2 separate regions of the Sus scrofa genome follow, and region 1 is linked to region 2. The links are chromatin contacts, called in public Hi-C maps. All regions are on one chromosome and are shown on one strand. Each heading gives the region's core, a stretch centred on a gene start, on an enhancer-like site or on the middle of the called end of the contact. The rest is flanking DNA. Distances are from core to core; before and after follow the strand shown. Region 1 holds the start of NUS1 (dehydrodolichyl diphosphate synthase complex subunit NUS1). Region 2 holds the start of MCM9 (DNA helicase MCM9).

The links. A called contact is a pair of places that touch in the nucleus more often than the background predicts.
Region 1: a Hi-C map of liver shows a contact between it and region 2, with 8 times the contacts expected there. The contact joins the promoter of NUS1 here to the promoter of MCM9 in region 2. A contact is called at or near these places in 1 of 47 Hi-C or Micro-C datasets (liver) and 1 of 2 datasets of contacts at active chromatin or transcription factors (alveolar macrophages).

The regions. Positions count from the first base shown.
Region 1 is chr1:44,184,968-44,188,255 of Sscrofa11.1, forward strand. NUS1 (dehydrodolichyl diphosphate synthase complex subunit NUS1) reads right to left here and starts at 1,257. Exons shown (of 5, transcript XM_001928072.7): 1 at 628-1,257. The coding sequence starts at 1,042.
Region 2 is chr1:43,170,400-43,173,451 of Sscrofa11.1, forward strand. MCM9 (DNA helicase MCM9) reads left to right here and starts at 1,507. Exons shown (of 16, transcript XM_003353232.4): 1 at 1,507-1,815.

The sequences.
Region 1 (3,288 bases), core at 7-2,506, 1.0 Mb after region 2:
TGCCTTGGCCACTAGAGATCGAGGATCCCACATCATCCCAGACCTCTGATGACAGAAAGTGACCACTTTCCTTTCTTCTTATCCAGTCTCCCACGTACTTTTCATAAGCCCACTTCAAATGCCACCTGTCCCCAACCACTGAGCTTAGACATAAATCCTCCTCAGCTTGCTGTGATTTACCAACAGTGCCTTGAGCTTCTCTGAAGAACCACATCGGTGTAACAAAAAGCTAAAACTGAGGAAAAGCACAGACTGGCTAAAATTTCAATCCTATTACTACCTTTCTAACTTTGGTCAAATCAGTGAGTTCTGTTGATTTCGGCTCCCTCAGTTGTGAAACAAGGGTATACAAACATTACCCACCTTCTTGAGACGTTATAACGAATAAGAAATATTTTTAAATACACAGAAAGCGACTGAAAGCGAATCAGGGACTTAATAGGTGTGCAATTAAGCCTATTTCCCTTCCTCGAAAGCGCTAGCACCCTAATTTGCCCTTAAGAGTTTCGGAACAGGTAAACTCGCGGAGCCGGGAGAACTGCGGTGAACGGCGCGCCCCAAGTACACCTGCGGGAGGTGCGGTCCCTGTGGCCACAGACGCCCCGGCATCGCCACTCCAGGCCTCACCTTGGTGGTCGTAGACGCTAATGTAAGAGATGCCCACGGCCATACACCACACCACGAGGCTTGCGATGTCCGAGAAGCTGGGCTCCTGCTCCTCCTCGGTGATCACCAGGCCCATGTGCACAGGCAGCTTCTCCAGAGAACGGCAGTCCGCGCGCCAGCGTAGTCGTGGGTGGGCGGCGGCCGAGGCCGACCCCCCTCGTGGATGCCGGTGGTGACGGCGGTTCCGGCCGACAGCCGGGGGCTTGCGGAGCGTGAAGCCGAGCGGCGCTAGGACCGCGGCGGAGGCGGCGCGACAGCAACGCCGCCAGATCCAGTTCCAGGTGCCGAACCGAACGCGGAGCCAGGAGGTGAGCGTGCGGTGCAGGCAGAGCAGAGCGTGCAGCACCCGCCACACCAACTCGTACAGCCCCGTCATACTCTCGTGGCGCCCGGGCGTCCTCCCTTCTCCCTCCCACACCCGCGGCGCGACCGCTTTTTATCCGGCCCTGCGGCCGGCGCGGGCCATTGCTCCGCGTTCCCCGCCCCCCGCAGCCGAACCCCTTTCTACTGCCAACACCTCATCTCGCCCCCGCCGCCATCTTCCTCCTACCTCGGCAGCCCCGCCCCAGCTAGTACATGGACAGTTCTGATTGGTCGGCGTGGAACTCTGACGCGGCCTCTAGGTCGGAGGATGTGGCCTAGCCTGACGACTGGAGGGAGGGCGTGCGCCTGCGAACTAGATGGGCGGAGGACGGACAGCGCCCCCTACAAGTGTGGAGGGTGAGGAGCAGGATCCCACCCTCCCCCTCCCGAGCGGGTCTTCTTAGTTGGACTGGGTGTTGGGTCCTGGGAGTCTTATTATACTGTCTGTTCTCGCAGACTCGCCAGAAACGGGAAACGGCTCCCATGGAGTGAAAATGGCTCAGATGGATTGGAAATTTTAAATGCCGGAAAGAACCTGAGGGTAAAAAAGTAGCCCTCAGTAAGTGTTGGTGCTGGAGGTCAACCACGGTTTCCAAAAGGAAATGTATGCTGAGGCAAAAAAGTGTGTCCTGTAGAGAGGTCTTTGGTCAAACCTTTTAGCTGAGGCTAATTCTTCCAAGAATGGCAATGAGGATATTGTTCCTGAATTAAAGGTAATCTTCCTGAAACACTGCTTTCTGCCCACGCCATTCCTCGCCAAATGGTATCCTTACAGGCTATTCATTGCTTAGTACTTAAAAGAGAGCTCCATCGCCTGCCACTCCAGTCACTCCAGTCATTTCATTCATTCATTCATTCATTCATTCATTCAGCGATTGTAACTACCAGCTCGATTGACCTCAGCCACCATCTCTGTTTGATGTAAAGTGTGGTATCATCGTTTTTACACAGCCAATCTGGAGTTCCTGTCCTGGCACAGTGGAAATGAATCAGAGTAGGAACAATGAGGTTTCGGGTTCTGTCCTTGGCCTCGCTCAGTAGGTTAAGGATCTGGCGTTGCTGTGGCTGTGGCATAGACCGGCAGTTGTAGCTCGGATTGGACCCCTAGCCTGGGAGCTTCCGCATGCCACAGGTGCGGCCCTAAAAAGCAAAAAGAAAGAAAGAAAGAAAGAAATTAGGCTACATACTCCACAGACACCCCTGCCCCCGCGTGCGCGCCCATCCCCAGCTGACAACTTGCCACATTTCTCTGATGTTCTCTCTCTTTTTTTTTTTTTGTCTTTTTGCCTTTTGGGGGCCACTCCCGAGGCATATGGAGGTTCCCAGGCTAGGGGTCCAATCGGAGCTGTAGCTGCCAGCCTACGCCAGAGCCACAGCAACGCGGGATCCAAGCCGCGTCTGAAACCTACACCACAGCTCACGGCAATGCTGGATCCTTACCACTGAGCAAGACCTCAACCTCATGGTTCCTAGTCGGATTCGTTAACCCCTGAGACACGACGGGAACTCCGGGAAGAGAAGGAAGCCCACTTCTCTTCTTTGGCATCTAGTAGGCTAGGAATGACAATGCCCAGGGGTTGCTCCCATTTCTGCCTGGAATTCTGCACTGAGAAGGAGGCAGATTCATTCATTGCCTTTTATTGTCAACCACAATTCTGGGACAATAAAAGGAAAACTGCACTATGGTGTCCTGATATATGTATATACATTCAATCCAAAGAAGTTTATGAACTTCTTTCTTTTCTGAATGATTTCTTATTTTGTTATTCCCCCCTCCTCCAAAAAAAGGAATAAAATGTGGCACTTTTAGGAGCTTTAAGGTTTCGGAATACAAATTTTGGATTTCTTAAACATATCTAAACTCCTCGAATTCCATGAACAGAAAAATGCAGAAAGAATTCCACAGCCTCAGAAAGATATTAAGTCCCAAACATGATGGGAATAGTGTTTGATTTCTTTTCAGTTTACAAAAATATTTTAAAGTTAACTTAATCTTTACAACCAAGCATATGACCTGTGTAGGTCAGATGGAACTATCTCAGTTTTACAGAAAAGAAAACTGTTAGGTTAATGTGTAAGTGTCTGGACTCTAAGGAAGAGCCTTTCAGCTAACTCATCCTTACTCCTTTCCCTGTATCCTTCTCTATAGTGTGGAAATGGTACCTTTTGAGGTGATGCTATTCCAGTCCTCATTTGATTGTTGTAAGGACTAGGGCAATAGTGTACACAAAGTGTTTAGCGTAATGTCTGGTCAGTAGA
Region 2 (3,052 bases), core at 257-2,756:
TATCTACAACTGGCAAAACCTGGAAGCAACCAGAATGTCCTTCCATAGGTAAGTGGATAAATAAAATGTGGTACATCCAGACAATGGAATATCATTCAGTGCCAAGAACAAATGAGATGCCAATCGTAGAAAGGTATAAGGAATTTTTTTAAAGAAAAAACATAATTTAAGAATATATGTTACTAAGTGAAAAAGCCAATCTGAAGAGGCAACATACTATACGATTTCGATTTCGATTTTGACAATATGATATCCTGGAGAACTATGGAAACAGTAAAAAAAAGATCAGTTGTTGCTAGGGCTTAGGTGGGTGGGAGGGATGAATAACCAGAACACAGATTTTTAGGGCCTTGAAACTATTCTGCATGACACTACAGTGCTGGATACATTTTATATGTCTGTCAAAACTGACAATGTGTAACACCTAGAACAAACCCTACTATAAACCATGGACTTTGAGTGATGAGGTGTTAATCCAGGTTCATTAGTTCTAACAAATGCACCACTCTGGTAAAGGGATATTGATAGTGAGGGAGACTGTATATGTGTGTGGGGGGGGGGCAAGGATTATGTGGTAAATCTTTGTACTTCCTGCTCAATTTTGCTAGGAAAAATAAATTTTATTATTAAAAATTTAATAAAATTTTAAAAATCAATTGTATTTCTACATGCTAGAAAAGAACCACCAGAAATTGAAAATATCATATTCGTAGCATCAAAAGTATGTTTCCTCTTTCCTCATGATTTTTGGGATAAATTTGAGAGATAAAAGATCACACATTGTTGAAATTATATAACACCAAAATAAATGATCAAGTAAATTCTTCCCATATTGACCTAGAGATTCTATGTAACCCCAACAAAAATCCCAGGTTTTCAACAGAAAATGACATGCTGGGTTTACAATTCATATGTGAACAGAAGAGCCCAAACAACTTTGAAAGAGAGCAAAATTGGAAGCCAAATACTATCTGATTTCAAGACTCATTACAGTTAGAGTAATTAAGACAACGTCGTGTTTTCATAAACGAGAGAACCTGGGAACAGAATTTAAGTCTTAGACCAACATACATAAGGACAACTGATTTTTGAACAGGTGCAAAGGCTATGCAGTGGAAAAAGTTCTCTCCATAAATGGTTCACATGCCAAAAAGTTACCCAAGATCCGTACTTTGCATCATATCTCAAAATTACCTCTAAATGGATCATAGACCTACACATAAAAATTTCATTTTGAAATTTCTTGTAAGAAAACATGGGCGAAAATCTTTGTGGGCTTAAGTCTGGCAGATATCTTAGCTCAAACCGCACAACCTCTCAAGAACAGCGCACAGCCCGGCCCCTCCCCGGCGCCCGCTCCGCCGGCCCGCCCGGGGTGGGGGGGGTGGATTTCCTCCCGGCCAGGCCCGCCCCGCCTTGCCCCGCCCGGGACCCTCCCAGCCAGTCCCGCCCCGCCCCGCCCCGCCTCTCTCCTCCCACGGCGCCTGGCGGGGCGCGCGCCCGCCCGTTTCTTCACCGGAAGAGCCACCAGAGCCGCCAAGTTGAGGCGGTGCGCGGCCCGGCGTCCGTCGGGAGCGCGGGCCCGACCGAGCCGCCCGCGTGGCTTCTGTCTCACCCGGGCGCGAGGCGGGCCCGCCGGAGCCTGCGCGCCCCCGCGGCCGACTGCGCCTGGAGCGGCCCTGCCCCGCCCCCATCTGGGGCCTCCTCCCGCCTCTCCAGCCCCGGCGCGACTCCACCACTCGGCCTGAGTTCTGTTCGCCCCTCGGCCTTGGGAGCAGCGTTCTCCCGGGGACTTCTGACTCCGCGTATCCGCCAGTAAGTGAGACCGCTGCCTCGTTTTACCATTATTTATTTCTCCTGCAGGGCATCCCAGGTTTCACCCACACCTGGTTAGTTCCAAAACTAATGAACTCCAGGACCAGGCCGGCGACAGAACGGCCCGTAGCCGAGCCTGGGAAGTGTCCGAGACCTGATAAGTTGTTGTAGGGTACCGCCTGCGACCAGAGACGGAAGTGTGGAACGTGGTTCTCTCGGCACAACTCTACTCCACATTTGCTGAGCGCCCGCGGGGAGCCGGCGGCGAAGAAGCTGGCGGGCGGGGAAGGGGCGGTGCTACTTGGGCGGGGCTTAGGGCTCGAGGGGCGTGGCTCCCTCCCGAGGGCGGTACGGCGGGTGGGCAGGCTGCGATTCCCTGTGATCTAGCTAGAGGTTGGCTCGTCTGAGTACTCCCAGGTTTTTTTTTCGTTGGCGCGTTACTTTACTTAGAGGATACAGTAGCAAAACTTGGCCTTATTTATTTTATCTTCAAATAGTCAAAAGGAAAAGGAACTTGAAAGTTGCAAAACACTGCCACCAGTCTAAATCTGGGTGAGCATGTTTCTAGGGTTAGCAAACTGCTTGGAACAGTTGTGCCCAGATGTTGAAAGTGAATGCTAGTTTTTTAGTGATGTTATTTCGAAAAGACTAAGCCAAATCTTAATATGAACCATGAATTCGGCTGCTGCCCTCTTCCTGCCGTATGTGAGGCTTCCTTTAAAATTGCTAAATTTGTGGCTCCAGATTTAATATGCATTTATAGAACTTTAGAGATTGTCTTATAGCCACTCTTGGGATTCCAGATATTTTCTTTTAAGCAAAGGCCACATCATGAGAATACTGTATGATTAGGTGAATGATTAGATGGTTACTGTTTGATTAGTTGGAATGATTAATATGATTGCTATATGATTGGTTGTTCCTTCCCAAATGCTTTTTCTACTTTAGACTTAGCTGATTTTTATTTTATTTTTTTGGCTGCACTCCTGGAATGGGGAAATTCCAAGGTGAAGTATCAAACCCTTGCCACGTAGCGGCAACACCAGATCCTTAACTCACTGAGCCACCAGGGAACTTTTTGCTTAGCTGAGTTTATATTTCCTAACCTAAACAAAATACTTAAATCAACAGTGACCATTATTTACTTTCACAAGTTGTCTTGCCTATACCATGCTCATCTCTTGATCTCATACTGGCATGGCATAAGTGTCAGATTTTTAACCTAACTATGGTATAC